Regions from separate parts of the Gossypium hirsutum genome. Here regions 1 and 3 are each linked to region 2. Evidence: chromatin contacts called from public Hi-C data. All regions are on one chromosome and are shown on one strand. Each heading gives the region's core, a stretch centred on a gene start, on an enhancer-like site or on the middle of the called end of the contact. The rest is flanking DNA. Distances are from core to core; before and after follow the strand shown.

What was found. A called contact is a pair of places that touch in the nucleus more often than the background predicts.
Region 1: a contact with region 2 is called in a Hi-C map of leaf, with 3 times the contacts expected there. The contact joins the promoter of LOC107887190 here to the promoter of LOC107908424 in region 2. A contact is called at or near these places in 6 of 34 Hi-C or Micro-C datasets (callus, leaf and petal).
Region 3: a contact with region 2 is called in a Hi-C map of anther, with 2.5 times the contacts expected there. The contact joins the promoter of LOC107910154 here to the promoter of LOC107908424 in region 2. A contact is called at or near these places in 3 of 34 Hi-C or Micro-C datasets (anther and leaf).

What each region holds. Positions count from the first base shown.
Region 1 is chrD02:41,948,358-41,952,471 of Gossypium_hirsutum_v2.1, reverse strand. LOC107887190 (chaperone protein DnaJ) reads right to left here and starts at 2,022. Exons shown (of 11, transcript XM_016811355.2): 1 at 1,577-2,022. The coding sequence starts at 1,864.
Region 2 is chrD02:41,610,061-41,613,962 of Gossypium_hirsutum_v2.1, reverse strand. LOC107908424 reads right to left here and starts at 2,529. Exons shown (of 10, transcript XM_016835585.2): 1 at 2,104-2,529; 2 at 1,750-1,849; 3 at 1,506-1,656; 4 at 1,233-1,290; 5 at 1,024-1,145; 6 at 816-908; 7 at 385-657; 8 at 1-204. The coding sequence starts at 2,225.
Region 3 is chrD02:41,908,283-41,912,661 of Gossypium_hirsutum_v2.1, reverse strand. LOC107910154 (nudix hydrolase 4) reads right to left here and starts at 2,063. Exons shown (of 4, transcript XM_016837926.2): 1 at 1,662-2,063; 2 at 1,387-1,579; 3 at 1,167-1,295; 4 at 573-1,072. The coding sequence starts at 1,846. The coding sequence ends at 959.

The DNA.
Region 1 (4,114 bases), core at 773-3,272, 340 kb before region 2:
CTCTCATATCAAATATACTAAAATAACTGGTGCTAGTCCAATTAATCGTGACATGTGCCAATGGCACATATATCGTGTTCTTTATTTTCCGTATTACTAAAATTTAGCTCAAGACGAAGCTCGAGATTGCAGATTTACTTGAAGTAACAACATGACAACATCCATTTGTCCGACCAGAATGTTCTTACTCTTACAAACAAATGCACTATGGGCAAGTTATCCCAAAAAAAAAAAAAAAAAAGCAACACTCATTTTATAATCTTAAACAACATGCTACCCGTAAGGAAAGGGGAATAGAGAAGGGAAAGAATATATTAGAAAACTTTTGAAAGCTCTTTTTTCCATCTCGGTTAGTTAATGTAATGGAAACGTAAGTAAGGATATGAAATGAACTAAACAGTGTATATATTTACTACCATTTTTAGCCTTATTACTCCATCAACTTTGCAGTGAAAAAAATTCTAGGGAAGTCAGTCCACCCAAATATGTTGCAGCCTATAGCTTTGAAAATAGGGGCATAGGGAATCGAAAGAAGCAAACACTATGCAACCTAGAAAAAAATGAGGGAAATAAAATATCATAAGGTTTATGAAAACTCTTTTTCCTTCCTCTAATTTAGTTAAGATAATGGAAATTTAAGGGCAAGAAATGAACTAACAAGTGATATATTTACTACCCTCTTAAACCTTTAACATTCCATCTACTTTCCAATCATCCTCATGCATAGAGAGTCAATTTACCCAAATATTTAGCAAAAATCCTGGTACACTCAAGCAAAAATCATAAGCTGATCATCAGAAACCTGACCTACATGCAAACCCAGATAGTTCACTGCCCCTGAAAGATTTTAAAAGATAATACTAATCATTTTAGGATTCTAATTACATTCTTTCTCTACATAAACTAGAAAATATTGGACTGATTCCACAGGTGTTAGAACCAAAGACAGTCCATAGCTTCAGATTAAAGTGAAAATAAGGATACAAAGACATCACAATAATTAAAATTCACCATTCCAATTATAGAAGGTAGCATGAATATCTCAAAGGAACACTCGGCATTTGAAGCAACTAGGTCATTGGTTTGAGATCAACTCGATGCAAGAACTCTATGGAACTGGATTATCTCATAGGTTAATTCAGTCTTCCAATGGATGAATATAAAAATAGAGGATGAAATATGGTAATGGCGTGTAAACATTAAAAACTCGTATGAGTTCCTAATAGTTTAATCTATAACCTATGTTTTTACAAATTTTTTTTTCAACTCTGATTAAAAACCTAGACAGATTGTTTTTTAAAATGGTTAATCTTAAATCAAATAAACGGTCTCATTAATCTACTACTTTATATCCCTTAATTTCATTCCATTTAGCATGAAAAAGAAAATGGCAAGGCAACAACACTCATTACTTTCAAGCTATCCATAAGAAGCAAAGATTATATCATTTCAAATTAAAAATAAAATAAAAATCAAATCCAATGTTATAAATTCAATCCTCCCAAAAGATGGAGTAATGTTAGACAACTGCGAAATTCTAAAACAAACAGCAAGCTAATTGGAGAAAGCGACGAACCTTGCGAGCAAGACTCCTGTAAGAGGTCTTAATCTCTTGCAAAGTGGCACCACGACTGACGTTCAAAGTGGAATAATAATCGGAGCCAGAGGCGGCGGCCCTGATTACGGCGTTGTGACGGCATTTCCTCTTGATGATACCAAGACGATAGGAAGGGGCGTGGGTTTTGCAGAAGAATTGAGATTCGCTCCATCTCAAGCCCAAGACAGAGGTTCTACTGCCACTGCCAGGAATTAGAAACGAGTTCTGTCTAGTCCCACAATTGTACAGCGGATACGATGTTGCCATTATTCTTGCTCTTATTAGCAGAGGCTTGGGGTTTTGCAATTTTGTTGAGATTTTAGCACCACCTCAATCTGCCCTCTTGTTTCCTTTCTGGGTAAATCATCCAACAATGCTTATTTTTTTATCATTCCATTATTAAACTTATAAAATCGTTTTTTCTTAATTGCTACCGAAAATTTGAATAATTATATTATAACTTTTCAACCACGTTTCTATATTATTTAAATTTAAAAAGCTAGTTTTATACGATAGTAATATTTTAGTTTTAAGATATATGTTATTTTAAATATAAATATTTATTATTTTACTAATATCCTTCAAATAATTTAAAATAAAATATAATTTCTCATACATTTTAACCTACTAAATAATTAACTTATTTGTTATAAATTATTCATACTAAATTTAAGTAAATGATAGAGTCATCCAACTATTAGCATGTTTCTATTTTGGTCATCAAGGTTTAAAATTTTCTATTCTAGTCACTAACATTATCGAAATTTTATGTTTTGTTCACTCCTTCGTTAAATCACTAATGGTGATTTTATTGGCATAATAACAAATTTAGCCCTTCAATATTTATATATTCTATCGATTTAGTCCTAAATCTAAAATATTAAACAAATTTAGCCCACAATTTTACATATTTTGTCAACTCAGTCTTGATTCCTAAAAATAATAAAAATATTTAAAAGTTCATTTTTCAATAAAAATACATAAAAATATTTAAAAAATAAATTAATATATTTTTAGCAATTTCTAACATAAAATTTGTTTATTAACATAATAACCTTATAAATAAAATAATAACCTTATAAATAAAACAATTTAAGGGGGAAATCCATGAAAAAGACTTATGATTTAACTTTTCCCTTTTTTCAATATTAATGACAACCATGTTCAGGTTGGGTCAAAAATTATAGCTTGTGGTCAAAAAATGTGAGAATCGATGTCTATAGGTTGTTGTCTATAATGAGTTTGTTGCATTTAGGGGCAGCCATGATTAGAGATATATAGGTGAGGATAAGGTCTTAAAGACCCATTAGGTGGAAGGCCCTGTAGGTAGCTCCACAATCGATTCCTAATTCGATGGTGCGACTATGGAGGACAATGAAATCAAAAAGTTTAGAGTAAGTGATATTAGTATTGATGGTTGTAAGAGAAGGTGGTGCCCAACGCTCAACAAATTTGATGATGACTAAGGAACAAGGCCAGACGTATGATAAAATTTATTATTTATAAAATAAACTAAAAGGAAAGGAAAAGTTTGAATTTGAGTTAAATCTTGTTTGTGAGGTTTTTTAAAAATATTTTATTCATAAAATAAAATTATTATTTTAATAAATAAATTTATGTCAAAAAAAAGAAAATGGGTATTCTTTTATTTATAATTTTATATGTATTTATAATTGGCAGAATGTGTAAAGTAAATAGTTAAACTTAGAATTAGAACTAAATTGATAGAATCTATAAATATTGGAAGGTTAAATTTTTATCATCCAAATAAAAAAAGAGGCCACCGTTAGTGATTTAACATAAGAGTGACCAAAATATTAAATTTCAACAATGTTACTGACTAAAATAGAAATTCTAAACTTAGGTGACCAAAATAGAAACGCACTAATAGTTGGATGACTATTTTTACAATTTATCATTAACTAAATTACATGGTATTTATTATTAATTGTTTGTACTTGGTTAAGGATCTATCGATGATAACAAATTAACAAAGAGTATAAGTTTAATGTTAGAGAGCGAATAACCCAATAAATATGGAATGATTAAGTAATTAGATAATTTCATAGAATATTTATCTTTCTTGTTAGTTTTATTAGTAATCGTATTGTTGAATACTTAATGTATTATAAACGATGATTTGATTTTAAGTTTTGTTACTTATTTAGAGATTTTATTTCTCAAGTCTTATTGATATTTTTTTAGAATTATTATTTTTTTAGAATTTAAAATTATATAATTGTGTAATTACTACCCTGGTAATTACAGTCAATTACTTTTTGGTGTTTAAACATACAACAACCTTATGTTTGAATTGAGGTTATACAAAAGAAATAAAAAGAAAGGGAGAGAGGCTTGGATAACTTTTTTTTATTTACGGGGAAGCTAAAAGAATTGAGTATCCCTTACTTTCTTTTAAAAAATCAAATGTTTAATTATCTCAAATTGAAGGGGAAAATTATGGAAAGAAAAGTAAATATATTTTTAATATGTAAAATATCTTTTTTACCCTCTTTA
Region 2 (3,902 bases), core at 1,280-3,779:
GATCTGACAACATAGACAAATCCTTTAAGCCTTTCTCTCTAGTTGCTTCTGATTTTTGCTTTTGTCTAGATTTGAACTGGACGAAGCTTTTCTTATTGACTAATAAATCAGGGAAGCCCCAATCTTTTGTTGGATCAGAAGAATCATATGTTGACAAGGAAGCTAAATACCTTGGACATGGAGTTCGCAATTTGTACACTTGTCCTGTAATAAATAATGGGGGAGGGGGTACAACCTTACAAATTAGGAGCACTAACATTAGATTTCATGAAGAGAGTTGTTTTAGAAGAAGACATATTTTCCTTACTTCCTCCCGATCAAAACCCAAGAATCACCCTTTGTTTGGTTCGCAAAAGTTGTTCTAGAGAAGTGGCAGATGCAAACCTGTTCTAACTCGTACCAGATCAAGATGAACTTCACATATAGGAGCAGTTTTTAATAGACCACCGCCAAGAGGCACGGAGGGGTGAACTTTAGCCGACCGCTTCACCAGCCGACCTATCAGTCTAGCCACTTGCTTTTTTCCATCCTCTTTTGGTTTTGTCACCATACTCCAATCCCACAAATCCACAACTGGAAATTCTAGCAAGGGCTCATCTTTGCAACGTGTGACTTGTCCGTATTGGGCTCGCCAGTTTTCTTCATCCCATGTATCACCTGAATGAAAATTTTCCAGTGTGTTGATTTAGACTCGTGGAATTTGTCCCACAGGAATCCCTTAAGTGGTAAAATTTGTAGGCAAAACTGAAGTAGATGTTTATTTCAAATAAATTGGATATCAGTCAAATGTAACAATAGCAACATTGTCGCAAGACCTTCATATGGGACAACTTCACTTGAACCGCCCAAACCAAAGCTTTCCTCTGGGATCCATTCACCCTCTTCCAACTCGTACATCTCATCATTTCCTGCTCCTCAACAGAACACCATTAGATAAACTTCAGAACATAACCAACTTTTTACAATCATCTTCAGAAGCTAGCAAGCGTTTAGAAATTTCAAACAAACAAATTTGTGACAAACCATCAGTAGGAAACTTGAAATTCTCTTTTTCGTCTGTTTCCAACGAAATACTTGCATCAGCAGCAGAATTGGCAGCTAAGTTATACCCAGAAAGATAAAGGTCGATGAGTGTGTCTTCTAACCTGAATCAAGATGATACCTCAGTAAGAAAACATGTAATCAACTAGTTCAACCAAAATATAGGATATAAAATGTCAGAAGTAGCAAACCACTCTGATGGTGGTGGTGGCTGCTCAGATGCTTGAGCACTGGTGTCCTCTATTGGACCTGGTAATCAGAAGTACCGTGAATTAGTTTAAAGCACTAGAGCGAAAAAGAATCCAATCAATAGAACATTATTTACAGAAGTAGAACTTTTTTTTGAGATGAAATTTTGTACTAATGAATCAGATTCACAGATTGCACCGCTCAAAGAAAAACTTGTTCCTTCAACTACCCTTCAATCATTCCACAGCATAATATTGAGTAAAGAGAAATTTTACCTGTACTAGTAGATTCGTCAGCAACATTTATAGTAGTATTCTGAGCATCAACTTCATTGCCCTGAGACGAAGAGCGATTATACTCGGGACCATTATAAGAAGCAGTGGCACAAGGCTCATCTAAAACAGAATTATCAGCCACAGATCCTTCCTGCAAAATCATTTTGGAATCAAAAACCTAAAATGAAAAGCATACCGAACATAGGATTAATCATCCAGATAAAAGAAGGTATGAGCTAACTACCATGTCCAAAAGCACATAATTTCCATTCTCAAATGTGTAATAGAGACCATCTCTACTGCTATAGTACCATCCGGCATCAGGGTCATGGTAAAATCCACTACTGCAACAAATCAAACGAAGGCGTACGGTGCCAAAATGAACAAACGATCATTGAGAGAGACAGAGAGAGGAAAAAAAACCCAATTGTATGACATATTGGGATAGAATCATCGAAGTTTAAAGGGAAAAAATCTACAATTAATTTCTCAAATATAAAAACTAATTTTATTAAAAATGAGAGGAAGAATTAATAGTAATAGTTTATAGATATAGAAAATAGAAAATAGAAAATTTGAAGTAAATAAATAAATCAACCTGGCATGAAAATAGAGGTGAGTTTGAGGATCCCATACAAAAGAGCAATCGCTGCTGCTCTGCAAGTCCAACTCAGTGGAAACAGCCATTGTTTTATCACTTTCTTTGTCCTTCCTTTTCATGTGAAGAAATTTAATTTACAGAGTACCAAAATTGAAGGAACAAAAAGGAAAAGCGAGGGATGTTATTGTAAAGCCCCAAATGGAGAAGAAAAGACCCACCCCAACTTTACAATCAAATAACTTAATTCTCCATGAATGTGCAAAAATGAAGCGGTAGAAAGAAAATAAGAATGTTCGAAATGATATTTAACATAGAAAAACTACTTTAATGAAGAAGGGAGGTAACAGAGGCAGAAGCACGAGAGAGGCAGAAAGGAAAATAAGCAACAACACAAAAAAGGTTAAAAAACATTAAAAAATTTGTTGTTTAATAATAATTAAAGACTAAAATATTATAATATAAATAACTATCTTGATGGAATTGTATTTTACATTTCTTTTGCTGACGATATCAGAGGGAGAGATCCACCAATAGAGTTATAGTAAATGCATTTGTTTTCCTCTCCTCTCTTCACTTAATTGCATAAAATATAAGGAAATAAAATAATTTTAATCTCACTTACCAAAAACATTAATTATGTGTAGTATTATAATAAATTGAATATTATACATTTTAATTTACGCATAACATTATCAAAAATATTTTCTTTCATATATCTAGACTTGTTCATAGGTCGGGCCACCAGATCCGGTCCAAAAGTCTACTTTAAAAGTGGTAGGATTTGAATAAAAATATAGGCAAAAAAGAAGCATATTTAAAAACAAATTGAGCCTCAAATAAGGTATTTTTTGCACCGGCCCGACCTGAATTCACAAAAGGACAAAAAAATCTACTATTTTTGTTATTTTAAAGCTATTTTCTTGTTGCTTTCTCCCAATTTTATTAACTTTTCACTATTATATTACTACTTGTTAAATTACATCTATCTTAATATTATTATTCTCAATCTTATTTTTTATATAAATTCAAGTCGGAAACACAAAACTTTAATGCTTACTATTGAAATTTTTCTACCTATTTAATATGTATACATCTTACCGGTAAATATAATTGCTTTATATATATGAATTCGGTATTTTTTGGTGTTTTAATTTATATTGCTTATAGTATATACATTTGTTAACTAGTAGGTGATGCTTATGTTGAAGGTGATGCTTTGAGTGTGAGTTACTTCCTTGCTGGTGTAGCAGTCACAATAGAAGGATGTAGTTTACATGCTATTAAGTTCCCAACCAAAAGTAAGGGTTTATTTCCAGAATCAGTGGAGCATGCCTTTCAAAACTGCTGTTCCATTGTTATACTTTAAGGCTGCTGATCTCAAATCCCTTTTCATTGATTATTCCACTAGAGCTATCAAAATCAACAACCCAATCCTTGCACATCCCTACCTCACTAGTTTCCAACTAGGCAAAGCCAAGAATCTAGAGGGTGTCCGAATAAAAATTAAGAACAGAGAATACTAAAACAAACCTACTGTGTTTGGACGAACAAGAAGCCCTTTGTCTTCAGCCCTGCACAACTAGCACGAGGCACTTCATGAAACATGGTCATGCAGCTTTAATATTATATATGGTGAAAACCTTGACTAGTGTATACCAGTTTTCAGTATGACATATTTCTCTATTATTAACCAATTCGCTTGGTCTCTGCTATAGAATCATGTAAAGACCAGGCCAACAAAATCCTATGGAGTAGAAGAGAAAGAAGAAACCCTACAATCTATGAATACTAAAGCT
Region 3 (4,379 bases), core at 814-3,313, 300 kb before region 2:
GACACTAGATCATAGTTCTATTGATATATATCATGACAATGTAACAACTATTGATAATTATAGTTTTTCTTTAAATTACATTAAAAATTTATGAAATAATGAAAGTATAAAAACATTAAAAGTTTTCCTTTTAATCTTTAATAAAAGTGATTTTAATTTTTTATTTAAATTTTTCATCTCTTTTAGCCATTAAATTTACATTGTTTATCAAATCACAAAAAATAGATAGAAACGTTAACATTTGTTAAAATTGTGACATACACATGACAGTCTAATTAATTTTAAAAAATAGTTTTAAGTAACTTTTGAATTTTTTAAAATTTAAAAATTAGTTGTTGATGTGATCCACATGGCAACCCAAACCCAAACCCAAACGAATGACATGTCAACAAAATTAACTTTTATTCACTTTTCCATCCATTTTGGTGTAGTGTAATTTGACAAACAATATAAATTTAACATCTAATAAGAGATGAAAAATTAAATTAAAATTAAAATGAATTTTTTATATAAAATTAGAGGACTAAATATAACATTATTCCTAATAGAAATCATTAATAACACGACTCACATACACAAAATATAAAGTGTATGATAAATTGGGAGAAATTACAGGGGAATGAATGGAATAAGGCTACGTGGCTGAATCCCGAACCGAGGATAACTTGTGAAGCCAGTTGCTCAATCTATGTCCTTATCAATAACACGTGGCCTAACCAAACTCCAACCAGAGTTAGATGATCAGAGGTTAAATTCTGATGTGAATCATACTTTTTGTATGGATTCAAACCCCAAATCAAATGAATGAATGAATGAAAAAATTTTCTACCTACTGAAATGAATACCAGAACAAAACCAGCAAATGTTTGGAAATCTAACGTTTTGATGTCTTCTTAATTACAATGATCTATTTTCCTAACCCTACAAATTCAAACAACAAAACTCCATAGTTGCTACTTCATTTACTTCCTCCTTGGGCCGCACCTGCCTGCGTTTGTCGCCAAACCAACTCTTCTAAGGCTTCTATCATCCACAAATGCGGGCATTCTTCTCTAGCTTTCGACACTGTCACCTACATACATAACAATAACAACACATGTTCAGTTCTTTCATACTCAGTTCATTATTAACATTTACATACATATATATGGCAGCCAAATACATACCCATTCCCGTTTTCGGATGTTTTTCTCAGGCCATCCATCTAACTCTTGCTTCACAAGCAGACCAAACATGTGGCCTTCATGGTATATACTTTGCCTTTTGCTCTTATAACACCATTTACCTAATTTACACTGCAAACATACATATACATCCATCCAGTTAAAATCAGGAAGAAATGGAATCAAGAGTTTGAAATGAAAAAGCCTATGGTAGATTACTAACTTCGATGACGCCAACTACACCGGCTTCCTCAACCGTCTCTCTAATGGCTGCTTCTTCCATGGATTCATCTTTCTCCCAACCCCCTTTGGGGAATAATATCCCTTTCCCATTTTGTGCATTTATTACAAGAACTTCAATCGCTTCCTCAATTGACTTGCCATCTTCGCTTTCCCTGTACCTGTAGGGAATGCACCTGCTCAAACCAAATATTGATAATTAGAATCCTTCTATTCAACCAAGCCAATCAAAAGAGGAGAAGGAAAGAAAAAGATTACCCAACAACTAAGCGGAAGCCTCTGTTATTATAGCGCTGCAAGTGCCTGCCGGTGCGAGGATATGAAACACGAGAAACCAATTTCTCAATTGGCATAGGCAATCTCGCAGGGATTTTCTCCAGGAGAGACAACAAAAAGTGGATCAATGAGGGAAACTTCATAAGAAACCCCGATATCCCTCCCATGGTTTCAGTTTCAGACAAAACAAAAAGCAGAAAATTTTGCAATAGAAAAAAAATTTGAAAATGGGTTTCTTTCGTTGTGGTTTTGCAGAGTTTTAGATTTATTCCTCATATAGAGATTGCAATTTGTAGATAGATATTTGATGAAGAGCGTGGATAACAACCAAGAGAGAGCCGCGTTTGGCACTGAGACAAAGGAAAGAGATAGGAAACCTCTTTAAAACCGACGCGCCTGCACCATACGACATGTTTTTTATTTCAGACAGTCACTAAATTGTTTTTTTAATTAAAAAAATCATCCTTCACACGTTAAGCATGTAATTTTCTTATTTATTTTATTTCTCATTATAATTATTACAAGATAAATCAATCAGTAGAAGATGACAAAAAAACCTTGAAAAGCTCTCGAATCTTAACTGCTTAATAATAATCCAACCAATCCTATGTCGATTGCTCGGCTCCTAGTTATAAAATTAAAATGAATTTTCATAATTTTATTTTTATTTTAAGTAATTATTCTATAAATGATTAAAGGTGTGACAAGTGTTATATTTATTTATATAATTAATTTTTTAATACATCTTATAATATATTTGCCAAATTTTAAATCTAATTGTGAAACTTAAAAACTTAAGTAATCGTGAGATAATTTTTTGAATATTTAAAAGAATAAAATAAGTAACATTAAAAGTTTAGTTTTACTCTTTTTAAGTGGGTAAAATCTAAAAACGATTAAAACATCAAAATGATTCTAATTATTGAATTTCTAAAAATTATAAAAATAGATATCTTACTTCAAAATGGTAAAACTAGCTCCAAGATACAGTTTCATTCATTTTAGGAATCACAATGGAAAATCTAAAAATTAATTAAAACATCAACAAAAATAGAGTCATCCTTTCGAAAACAAACAAATTATATTTGTATTACTTCAACATACTAACTCCTTCTAGTGTATCAAAATGGAAACTATGTTTTTATAAGATAAAAGAAGAATTATAAATTCTAAATTCTACCACGCTTATTTTTACTCATAATCCCTTTTAAACTTTTAAATCGAAAAAAAATCGCTTAAACAAGTTCAAGTCCATGTTTTTCAAGATGGTGTCAATTAAGCTAAGCTCAATAGATTAATTTTTTTCTTAAATTAAGGCCATGTTAGATAAACCATTGAAAAAAAATCTAACTGAAAATTAATATTATCATTAATTTATTTTTCTTAAACACATTTGATAACCTATCATGAAAATTATTTGATAAACTTTTTTCGTAAAAAAAAGTGTAGAAATTTATAAGTAAATACGGACCTACTTATCACGTAATATCAATATTGTTTGGGTCCAATTGAACCGGATTAGGGTATCGATCCGGAGCGAGGCTTTGAATTGGTTAACCCAAGAATAGGTTTGGACAAGTTGAACCGGATTTTTTAATTTTTAATTTTTTTCAATCGAACCGATTAAACCGGTGAATCAGTTACACAACTAGTTCGACCACATGTCCAATTTAAAAAACATTATGTAATATAGAATATGTTCAATTATTTTTATTTTATTTTTAATATTATATTATTATTTATCAAGTATTCTAGCTCCACTCAATATTTAATTTTAGATAATATTTCAAACATATTTTATAACTTAAATTCAAGATTTGATTTTTCAAACTTTTTTAACTTTTTCAATTTTATCAAAGCCTAAGTCAATGTTGATTTAATTATTTCATAAATAAAAGCAAGGATTAAAATGAATTAATCAACATAAATATATAAAAATAGAGGTCACTATCAATAAATTGTAAATAGAGTTCAAATATGGTCATATATTTTCTCTTATATTTTTTTTCTATACCTTTAATGAAGTACCAAATAACTTTTCAAACTACAAACAAATTTTAAATTTAAATGTATTGTTATAAGATATCAAAATCTATTTTAATATGATAAATAATACAAATATAACAAATAAAAAAATTACATCCCATTATCAAGTCATTAATTAATATTTTTTCAGTAGAGAAAGAAAAACTAAAACAAAGCTATGTAATAGCTCTTGACTCTTGAGCTACTAGACAGAGTCATTAATTAATATTTGATAAATCTTAAATAATTGAAAAATGAAAAAAATAAAAATAAAAGTCTAAAATACCCTTTAATTGATTCTACTTACAAAATTAACTTCCAAATTTTAAAATTTTATACTATTATTTAAAATTTTAATTGTGTTCCCTATAAATTCAATTGTAAAATTATCAATAAATATAAATTTGAGGTTATGTTTTTGGCCTTTTTACATAAATATATATTTTTAAAAATCATATGCGAGATTTGGGCAATTTACCAATAAAAGTCATTTTTTCAAAAATTACCGAAATTGGCCTATTTTTTAATTATTTACCGGAATGGTCCTTTTTCCGAGAAATCGCGTCCACGTCAACGCGATGTCAGGGTACACGTCAGGAAATCGCGTCCACGTCAGCGCGAGGATGCGATTTCCTTCCACGTCAGCATCTCGCGCTGACGTGGACGCGATTTCGG